2 separate regions of the Mus musculus genome follow, and region 2 is linked to region 1. Evidence: chromatin contacts called from public HiChIP or PLAC-seq data. All regions are on one chromosome and are shown on one strand. Each heading gives the region's core, a stretch centred on a gene start, on an enhancer-like site or on the middle of the called end of the contact. The rest is flanking DNA. Distances are from core to core; before and after follow the strand shown. Region 1 holds the start of Nceh1 (neutral cholesterol ester hydrolase 1). Region 2 holds the start of Tnik (TRAF2 and NCK interacting kinase).

The links. HiChIP or PLAC-seq counts read pairs in DNA pulled down with a chosen protein or histone mark.
Region 2: a contact with region 1 is called in an H3K27ac HiChIP or PLAC-seq map of embryonic stem cells, with 3 times the contacts expected there. The contact joins the promoter of Tnik here to the promoter of Nceh1 in region 1. A contact is called at or near these places in 2 of 39 promoter capture datasets (liver and stem cell-derived epiblast-like cells) and 2 of 115 datasets of contacts at active chromatin or transcription factors (embryonic stem cells and pancreatic cancer cells).

The regions. Positions count from the first base shown.
Region 1 is chr3:27,180,695-27,186,141 of GRCm38.p6, reverse strand. Nceh1 (neutral cholesterol ester hydrolase 1) reads right to left here and starts at 3,138. Exons shown (of 5, transcript NM_178772.3): 1 at 2,927-3,138. The coding sequence starts at 3,064.
Region 2 is chr3:28,260,597-28,266,043 of GRCm38.p6, reverse strand. It overlaps Tnik (TRAF2 and NCK interacting kinase), which reads right to left and starts at 2,830. Exons shown (of 33, transcript NM_026910.1): 1 at 2,345-2,830. The coding sequence starts at 2,401.

The sequences.
Region 1 (5,447 bases), core at 1,889-4,388:
CACTCAAATTTCCTGACATGAGAAAGAAGGCCAGGCGTAGTCTCTTAAATAACTTCTATTGCTTTTTAAAATTGAGCCAAGTGATCTAAACCAAAATTATTTGGCAAACAAGCCTATGCCAACTTCATGGTGGCTCTCTAGGTTCTAAAGCTATAAATCAGCTCATCTTATGGTTTGAGCAAAATTGGAACAATCCTACAGATTTCCCTCACAATCCATGGTGGATCTCTGTGGCTTCGAGGCCAGCCTGGTGTACATAGAAAGCTCTAGGCCAGACAGACAGACCTACGTGCTGAGACCCTGGGGGTACGGGGCGTAGGGAGAGGGAAGACCCACGGACATAACTGGGCCAATGTGAGAATGTAGCTCAATGTCCACTATCTGCCCAGCATGCACAGAACCCTGAGTCTAGTCTCTGTTTGGGGGAAAACGGCTTTCCACACAGACTATCCTTTCTTCTGCTCTGAATGGTCTTGTCAATATGCTCAGTTTAGCAAGGAGGTGACCAGAGCCACTCTCTGAAGACCTACTCCCACGACAGCATGAGGAGGTGTGTGTGTGGGGGGGGGAGACACATATTACTTCATCAGTCCCTGGGACTGCCTGGCATCCCCTCCCCACAAGTTCCTGGCATGTTGGAGGGCCCACCATAGGAGCCCAGCACAGAGTGGCCCTGGAGGTTTGGAAGGCATGTTGGAGAAGAAACACTTTCCTCTAAACCTGGACTTTCCTAAATGGCTATGATACGGAAGAGTTCTTCGGTGACCTGAAACACGAATGGACAAAGTATCCCCACACCAGCACAGCACTGTTCTTTCCTTAAGCTAACCTATTAAAGATGGCCAGCCCAGCCCAGCCCAGTATCGTCTGCAACCCTGGTCTCCAGAATCTGTCAAGTGTGCATGAACTCAACTTCATGAGGACTTCCTAGGAAAGACTGGCTTTCTCAGTTGCGTGAGAGAAGAGACCAGACCACTGCTCCACATTTTGTTAAAGCCTACATGGTGTCTCACAAACTATGGTGGATCTCTCTGGGAGGTGCCTTTAAATAAACTCCAAGGACAGTCAGGCAGGAAAATGATGACCCGAAGATCAGCATGAACAACAGAGCCGAGTTTGAGGCCAGCTTGCTTGAGACAGGTAGCAAGGTCTTGATTCTGAAAACCAAAATTAAGAGAAAAACAAAACAAAACAACCTATAATCTGAACACAAGGGATATAGTTCAAGGGCTGCATAGAAGCTCATACCCAGCCTCAGCTACAAGACAACATCCCCCAACACACACACACAGAGTGCAGACAGAAACACAGTGCAGACAGGTCCGTAATGTCAGCACGAAGATCTGCCAGCTTGACCCACGTAGTGGATTCCAGCACTTGGGAGGTAGAGGCAGGATCAAAAGTTCAAGACTAGTCTGTGCTACACACAGAGTCCAGGTAGAACTACACACTGAGACTCTGTCTACAAAACAAAGAGAGAGAGAGAGACCAGCTGGAGCTTATGGGTTAAGAGCACTGGCCCTGGGTTCATTCCCAGCACCCACACAGAGGCTTACAACCCCTTTAACTACAGTCCCAATATCCCCTTCTGGTCTCTGTGGGCACTCCACCCACGTGGTACACTGAGATACACGTGTGCAAAACACCCATACATAAAAATTGATTTTAAAAATTTAATGCGTGTTCATATATCTTATTAAAAAGAAGGAGAAAAAAAAAAAGAGCAGGTAGGTAGCAGCACATGCCTCTCAGAGTTCCTGGGGCAGCTGCAGTCAAGTTAGAGGCTAGCCTGGTCTACAGAGCAAGTTCCAGTATAGCCAGGGTTATAAAGAAACTTTGTCTTGAAAAAACAAAACAAACAGTATTAAGGCTCAGTGTTGGGCAGAGGTGGAGGGTGGCTTGATTGTGGAGAAGCGCTGGGAACCTGCATATCTCTGACTACTCAAAAATACGATGCAGTCATGGCGTTCAGCCTTAGCTGCAGACTGCGCTTCTGATACTAAAAGCAATCCTCCTATCATGGAATAAACCAATGACACTGTCCTCCCCACGGGGGAGCAATGTGCAGGAGCAGGATACAGTGCAGAGAAATGCCACCCTGCAGGTTAAAAGAAGGCCACACCGCTCCGGCTCAGGCCAAGGTTATCTCCCAGACATCGAAGGACGCAAAACAAATGCCACAAGAAAACAGCCTTCAAACAGGGACCGTTACAGCCCTCCGGGATTGCTAGTCTCCCGGCCTTCTTTTCTTCCGCTGAGCTGAGAAATGCCAGGGAGAGAACCGAAGGTCAGAGCGGTTCCTCCTAGCCTGCGATCCCCAGAAGGAGCGCTAAGGCCTGGGGACGTTAGGAGACTGCCTGTGCCCGCTTCTGCTCACCGGTGAATCACAATCCCCTTAGCAAAAAAAAAAAAAATTAACTCCTCCTTTGCAAGCCAGTGGGACAACAGAGGTGGGGGCGAGGTGGTTTATAAATTACCAAAGGCTCTGGCTCAAGACACAGCGAACCAAGAAAGCAGGGGAGCTAATTAGGTCCTAGGAAAGGTTAAACAGCTGTCAGAGACGCCAGGCGAGGAGAACTTCACCTGTTTCCACTCCTATCTGCCTGTGGACTTCAAGGATGCGAACAGGACATCCTCGGTGCCCGGGCTAGGGGTCCTGGGGAATCGTGCACTCTGAGAAAACATGGGTGACACCGGGTGCCCCCACTGCATTACACGGATGCAAACACGACACCCTCAGACCCCAGAGATCAGAAGAAGCAGGGAGAGGCAGATGCGCGTTCACGGAAACACGGGATATCCCTATTGCAGGACAAGGATGCAAATGTGACATCCTCAAAGGGCCCATGGGCAACCGGGATAAGCGATGGGGGTTTCGTTTAGAGGAGCAAGGACGAGACGGGGCATCCCCTTTCGCTCTGCTCACCACTTGCTGCGCGCCGCGGAAAGTGGCGTCCAGCAGCATCAGTTTCCAGGGGTCGGACACCGCGCTGGGCAGTGGGATGTACACGTAGTAGGCAGCCAGAGCCAGCAGAGCGGCCAGTAGGACGCATGACGACCTCATTGTCCCCAGGCCGGGCTGTCCGGAGCTGACCGCGGTACGGTGCGATGCTACCCGGAGAAGACCAGCAAGTTTCTGCCAGCCGCAGCTGCTGTTTCACGTGTTCCTCCTCAGGCTGCGAGCCAATCACAGGCTGCGTCGGGAGGAAGTGGGAGCGCGGATGTGCCCCCTCCGCGGTGTCCTTGCGAATAGCTGCGGGCTCGCCAGGTTGCAGGAAGCAGGGTGGTGCAGCCCGGAGGACACACAGCAACCAGCAACCCCTGGCGGACACTGTGAGTATGACTGCCTGCGATGCCAAGCTGCCTCTGAAGGTGTGGCAAAAGGGGTTCCGGGTCAGCCTGAGCTACCAGAAATAGTATCAGAAGAAAAACTAACAGTAACAAACAAACAATAAATCCGTTGGGTTTGGCACACTTAACTGTTATCCTTGGTCTTGAAAGGAGGAGACAGGATGAAGGCCAAGGTCATCTTGGACTGCATAACAAGTTTGAGTCCATACTGGGCTAGATGAGAAACCCTGCCTCAAGAAAACCAAAGTATCAGACAAACAAGCAAATAGAAAACTCAGATAGTTGCACTGTGCAACTTTCAAAGAATATAAAGCATCTGATCAAAACAAAGAGACTACTGCAAAAGATACCAAAACTCCTCTCGAGAGAAACACTTGATAAAGTCAGTAAGCGGTTTAAAAAGAGAGTTTCTGGCATGGTGGTGCACACAGCCTGGTTCACATTGTGAGTTCTAAGCCACCCATGGCTATATGGGGGGCATTGCACAACAAACACACAGATACACATACACACACACACACACACACACAGAGAGAGAGAGAGAGAGAGAGAGAGAGAGAGAGAGAGAGAACTAATACCTGATTTCTCATAGCTCATGCAATAAGGCCAGTGTTGGCTTCCAAATGCCCTCAGCTGGGCCTGGTGATAGCACCTGTAATCTCAGAATTGGGAAGGTGGAAACAGGAGGACCAGGATTTTGAAGCCAACCTGGGTTATATGAAACCTTGCTGGAAAAAAAAAATAATAGAAAAAAGGTCTGGGAATTCAGTTCAATGACAGAGTGCTTCTCCCCCCCCACACACACAAAGCCCTGGGGTTACTTCTCAGCACCATATATAATCAGTAAAGCAAAGATCTTATCGTAAACTGTTTGTTTTTAATTATGTGATGTGTGTATCTCTGTGTGGAAATGTGCACAGGAGAGCAAGTGTTTGTGGATGCCAGAAGAGAGCACGGGATTCCCTGGATCCTGAGCGGCCTGACATGGGCGCAGGGAACTGGACTCTGGTCCTTCGCAAAACCTTTGAAAAGTGAACACTTAGCTACCAAGCCATTTCTCCACCGCCAAGTGGCTGCTGTTGTTTTAAGAAACTACAGTGATTCTTGATGCTTCCTTCATAGCTTGGAAAGGAGTTTTGTTGTTTTATTGTTTTCTTCTTGGTAATTTTTTTAATGATGCCACTTAAGATAAAGTAAAGCCCTTTCATCATCCTTCCTGTTATTTCAATTCACCACAAATAACACCAAGAACTACAAGAGCTGGAGAACAAGACCATGGACGGAGTTGACTCTCTGCACTGGGGGCAGATAGTTGCCTTTGTCAGGCATGCATTTTACCACTAAGCTGCATCTCGGCACCTGGGTTTTTTGTCTTGTTTTTGTTTTTTGAGATGGGATCTCCTAGTATAAAGTCATCCTCTTGTTTCAGACTATAATACTGTCTTTACAGGTACTTGTCACCACGTGTAGCAAGACTATGTATATATGTTTTTCAAGACAAGGTTTCTTTGTGTAGCCCTAGCTATCCTAGAACTTGCTCTATAGATCAGGCTGACCTCGAACTCACAGAGATCTCGAACTCATAGAGATCTGCCTGGGAAGTAAAACTCCTAAGTACTGGGATTAAAGGTATGTGCCCCCACCACCCAACCTTTCTGTTTATTTTTTACTTTTAAGCTTTTGGCTCATTGAGACAGGGCTTCGTGTAGCCCAGGCTAGCCCTTTTCTGTAGTTGTGGGCGACTTTGAATGTCTAATCCTCCCACCTACCTGAACTTTCCAAGTAGGGTTACTGTCATGCGCTAACAGGCTGCACTTGCTCTCTTTAACTTTTTTGTGTCTCATTATTGGAGCGTGATTATGAAGTGCAAAGAAAATGCAGAAGGGTGACCAGATAACAATAATAGCTTATTGTGAGCTAAATCCTGTGATCAGCACTCCAAAAGGATTGATGTATTTAGGTTTCATAACAATTCTGGGAAACATTCTTATTACTCTGAAAGCAGAGTCATTTAAAGAAGTAGCCAGGCATGGGGCACAACTCTTTAATCCCAGGATTTGAGAGACAGAGGCAGGACAATTTCTATGAGTTTAAAG
Region 2 (5,447 bases), core at 1,581-4,080, 1.1 Mb before region 1:
TCAGGGTTTCCTCAGAAGGACTTCTCTGCAAGCTTAGGAACCAACCTCTCCAAATCTGGGAAGGCAGCCACCATCTACGCTTCCATTTGTGGGCATCACCTACTGGCCCTCGGAGACAAACGGACCTGCACACCTAGCCTACCACAAGACTGCCTGACGCTCCCAGGCCTGCTGAGTACAACTGTCTGCCCATCTGCATGTAAGTCTTCCAGCCAATAGCTCCCCCAGACACTGGGAGTAGCTGTTATCCTAGCTCTTTGCACACACCAGTGCAGGCAGAGAATTCATTGGGCTTCTTGGGTGACAAAGAGCAATCTCAGTAAATCATACAAAGATATCTGTTCCACATACACATAGCAGAGCCCGGGAGTTTCCTCAAGTATGCATCAAGGTGCTCTGTGCTTGGTATCTCAGAAAACCTTGCCCACAGGAGCTAGTCCCCTCCTCCCAGCCCCCCAACTTAAAAATCATATCAGGGAGAAGGATGCTAAGATTCCTGCTCAGCTATATCACAAGGCTGCCTCATTGTTCAGGCCTCCACCTCTTAGCCACTCCTCCTTCTCCAAGTCTGGTCCACCTGATTAACTCACACCATAGCAACTCCCAGACAGAAGTAGAGCACACACCATGGGTGAAGAGGAAGCCGCGCTTGTTTAAAGCACCCACTCTGCTCCCAACCCCCACACTTAGCTACTCACTGGTTCTGAATGTGGCCTTTGGGCACCAGAAAAACAGACAGCTTACTGTAATCATGCATGAATGAGCTTCTGCTGCCCCACTAGCACAACAGGCCGTTTCATAGGGCAGTCAGTCCTCAACCTTCGAGTTGTCTCTCTGAATTGTCACCTCTCTCTCTCTACCAAAAGATATGGGAAGGGGCAAGGATTCAAGGAGAGGGAAGAAAAGAGACTCGTGGAGCCTGAAGAAAAAGTATCACCTCCATCAGACAGGTATCTAGCCCCTTAAAATATTTGTAGAGAAATGTAAGGGCAGGAAGGCTTTAGTAGACACAGGTAAACGGCCTCAAGATTCTAGCATCAATCTAACAATGTGTTCCGGAGAACCACTGAACTTCCACCCCTACTGGCGGTGGGTGACATGAGATGAGACACCATCTCTTAGGTCTCACCTACCCTCCAGGCATCAAGCATATGCATTTGCTGTTTATTTTATTTTTAGTTCGGGAGAGGAAGAAACTAGTGGAACTGAGATTGGTGTCCAATCTTTCTCAGATGCCTGCTGCTGCCAAGGCCACCACCCCTCCTCACCCCCTTCCTGGCAGGCAGCATCTAATTAAAATGGCAAGAGCGCTCGGCCCCCTTCCCCGAAGGAGTGTGCTGGGATTAGAGGTGGGGGTGGGGAAGCGTCGAGGCTGCAATGGGATTCCTGGCAGTCTGATTTTCAAACAACAGCAAAATGGATTCTAGATCACTAAAGTCTTATTCAATACAATGGAACGACGTCTGAGGTGTTTCATTAGGTAAAGGCAAAGCGGCCGGGCTCGGGGAAGGGAATATGTTTTACAAAGGACTGTTCACAGACCTGGGACACACACACACACACACACACACACACACACACACACACACACACACACACACACAGGCACACAGGCACACAGGCACACACGCACACACAATCTCTCCAGGGAGTTCCGGTGTGGTGAGGAGAAGCGGTTAAGCTTCTCTTTCACCTGCTGAAGTTCAGCCATAAAACTGAAAGGTCACAGTCACCGAGGGAAGGAATAGGCAGGGCTGAGTTCAAACCACAGATAAAGGTGAGTGCACACTGGCATATAGGGAAGAGCTGAGCCGGAGCCCCAGCACCGGAGACAGAAGCCGGGAAGGGAGTCAGTTAGCACCTACAAGACCAGCCCAGAGCAGCAATTACTGCTCCATTGGAGCAGCAGGGTCCGCTGGTAGAGACAGCTAGCTCACGATGGCATCTTGCAGGTAGCTGGCAAACGTGAAGGGCCAGTGCCTTTCTTCTCCAAGAGAATCTTTTGCAGCAAGGAGCAGTCGGGTCTCGCGCCTTGGCACGAGACGGTTGCCCGGGTACACACACACACACACACACACACACACACACACACACACACACACACACCAGCCTTTCATGTAATGCTCTTACACCGATCGAAGATGAAACTGACAAGCTCTACCAGCTTCCTTGCGGAACCTCGGGAACAGCCTAGGAGCACAAGGGGAGCCCAGCCCCTGCTGTAGGGGTAGGGGCTCAGCCTAGAACCCCTCGGCTGCCCCGGAATTAGAACAGAAAGGCAGGGAACGTTCCCTCTTTCAGCCCTAGACCATTGGAAAAAAAGGAAAAAACACGTTCTGCTCACCCTCAGGGCGGAGAGATCGATTTCATCCAGGCTGCGAGCTGGGGAGTCGCTCGCCATGTCGACTCTTCGCGGGAGAAATGGACCAAAACCACCCCGAAGCGTCTTCCTTGGCAATTCCACCCCGGTCTATTTCGCTCGCGTCCTCATGCGGCTGTCCGCCAGAGAGGCCCGGGGCCCAGCCTCCCCCGCCCACCCGGGCCCCAGCAAGAGTCCGATCCCGATCTTCCGAGAGCGTCGATCCGCGGGATCCCGGAGCCCGACCTGCGCGGATCTCCAAGCCCGGAGCCGCGGTGCGTGTGGGCTGCGCGCCCTGATCGGCTAAGGGCGCTGGGGCTGCGTGGGTGTATTTAAATGGGACATGCTTCTTTGCTTGTGCGTGGATGGCGGCTGCATTGGCTGTTATAATGAGACATATCAACTCCTCCACTCAGCTGGGAGGTGGGGGTGGAGAACCACACAGAACTGTCTATCACCGCTTCCTGGGAGGAGTGGGGGGGGGGGGAGAGGCGTGGTCTCCGACTGGGGAGAGGCCGCGCTTCCTGACCGGGTCCCTCCGCCACTAGCCAGGGTGGGGGAGGGGTACGCACCCTTTCCGCCCCAGCTTTTGAGGGTTAATAGTGCTGAATCTAAACAGCCGTTTTTGAGCCTCTCTGTGCAGGAGCCTGAATGCTGAATATATATTTTTAATGTGTCCAATTTGTGCAGTGCACCAAAATGGCTCTTCGATCGTATCTTGGGGTTTCTTGACTGCGTTCAGATACTCTAATGGTGAAAAGGGTGGTGGGGAGAGGCAGCGGGAAAAGGCAGCAGCGTCCTCCCTCCCCCATTAATTATTTGTGGGGCTGGAGTAAAGGCGGGCCGGTGCAACCGGTGCATATAAGGACTTGTGCGCAGGGAAGGGGATCCGCCTCCCCGCGCAGAGCGAGTTGGGGAGAAGCTCACACGCGCCGAGCCGGCAGCCTGGCTTTGGTGCTGAGCAGTGGCCACAGGGTCACGGTCATTCGCGGCCACTGGGTTGCAGGAAGGCAGGCCCGAATCGTCTGTGGTTCTCTAGGCTGAGTAGGTTTGCTAGAAGCTGGAAATCCGAGAGATGTGAGCTCTGTCTGGATATCGCCACACCCAAGACCTGCGCGTGCCGCAATTCCCCACGGAAATGACCGAATTGAAAAGAGAAGCTTGCTCCCTGGGTGCAGTAGCTCGAAGGATTCAGGTGACTCCAAGGCCGACATTAATTGGGCAACATAGTACCTAACCCAGTGTTTCCTCCTTTGTAGCTTTTCCGCGGTGACCTACCTGGATTCATGGAGAAAGTTTGGCTCTAGGATAGTGAGCCCTGACCCGCGAGCTATTTGACTTCGCTCGCTTTTTCACTCAAGAGCTGGGTGTTTGCAGTGGTAACCCGTCATTCTTTATCAAAAGTGTAAAGTCACTTCCCCAACCCTCTCGCATCCTTGCCTGTCTCCTAGTTTGGCCACGCAAAATACGTCGGAAGAAAACATTTATAGTGAACTCTTCCCACTGGCTTCAACTCATCAATAGTTCTGAGTGTTCCTCTAGCATCTACTGAGATAAAAAGCTAAACATACTGGGGGGGGTTGATTTTTATTTGACTTTTTGTTTTGTTTTCTTTTGGGGGGAGTAGAGGTTCTTTTTGATTTATCTTATTGGTTGTTTGATTTGGTATGGTTATGAGACAGATCTTAAGTACTTAAAGGAAGTCTTCCCTTCACTGTGCAGCTGGGGATGGCCTTGAACTCCTCATTGTCCTGCAAATGACCCCCCCCCCCCCGCCCACCCAAGTACTCAGATTACACATGGACACCAACACTTGGGCTGTTGCCACTTCTTTTTAAAGTCATGAAGAATAAACTAATTATGAGCTTCAGAACAAGTTGAAAGAATGAATGAACGGACCAACACTAATGAAATTAGTGTTAGCTGGACTGTTTAGTCTTGGACTCATTGGGGTGGGTCATGTGCTCTCTAAACCATACCATGAAACTAGAATGCTGTTCCGAACCCACAAGCCTCCACGAAGGGACCAAGTAGAAGCCATCTTTTCCCTCCACCACACTTTTCCTTGTGTGTCATCATCATCTTCTCCTTCTCCTTCTTCTTCCCTTCTTCTTCTTCTTCTTCTTCTTCTTCTTCTTCTTCTTCTTCTTCTTCTTCTTCTTCTTCTTCTTCTTCTTCTTCTTCTTCTTCTTCCTCTCCTCCTCCTCCTCCTCCACCTCCTCCTCCTCCTCCTCCTTCTTATCTCACCCTTTCTCTAGACAACAGGTTAACATGTCTCAAGATGAAGCAAAATAATTTCAGATTAGGGTATTGAGATTCATACGCAGGGCTCCTTTAAAAGCTTCAGACTTGAAAATAGGAGATAAACATGCTCACAGAAAAGTACTACAGACTTAGGTGAAACCACAAAAAGGTCTTTTCCCCTAACTCTAATAGCACAAGACTCTACTTTGGGGTTTACAATAGGTTCAGACTAGTCCACTGCTGCTGAGGAAGCCCCACCTCAGACAGAAAGGATGGATATAGCTTCAAAGAGGGTTCAACACAGTGCACCCTGGGGAGGGAGGGAGGAGTGGGTAGAAAGCAGTGGCAGGCAAGGGTGGGAAATCTTAGGACCAGGAGAGGGCAGAGGGCAGATCAGGCAGAGTTCTGCATGCCCTATTCAGGAACATCAAACTCTCTTCTTTAGGCCAAGTACATTTCAGATTTCAGCTGTTCCAGCAGAAGTCTGATTTCTTTCCATCCTGCACTCTTATCAACAGTTTTTGCTTTGTGTTTAATTTAAAAGAAAACATAAGTCACTACTATAAAAAGAGGTCTAGACATACTAGGGCCCCAGTCCTTAGTAGGCACCAAGGACTTAGCACCACTGACTCCATGATGGAAGGACCGCTCAGCTGTAAAACAGCATGGAGACAACACCATCTTCTAAAACTAAAGCCTAGGCCTAGTCCATCAAAAACCATAATTCTGAGAAAGTCTCTAAATGTACTAGCCTTGCTTTTTGGCTTCTGTGGCTCTGCTTCTGGCTAACTGTTCTTGTTAACTGAAGTATGTCAACCTAGAGCATGGTTTTTGTGCTTAAAAT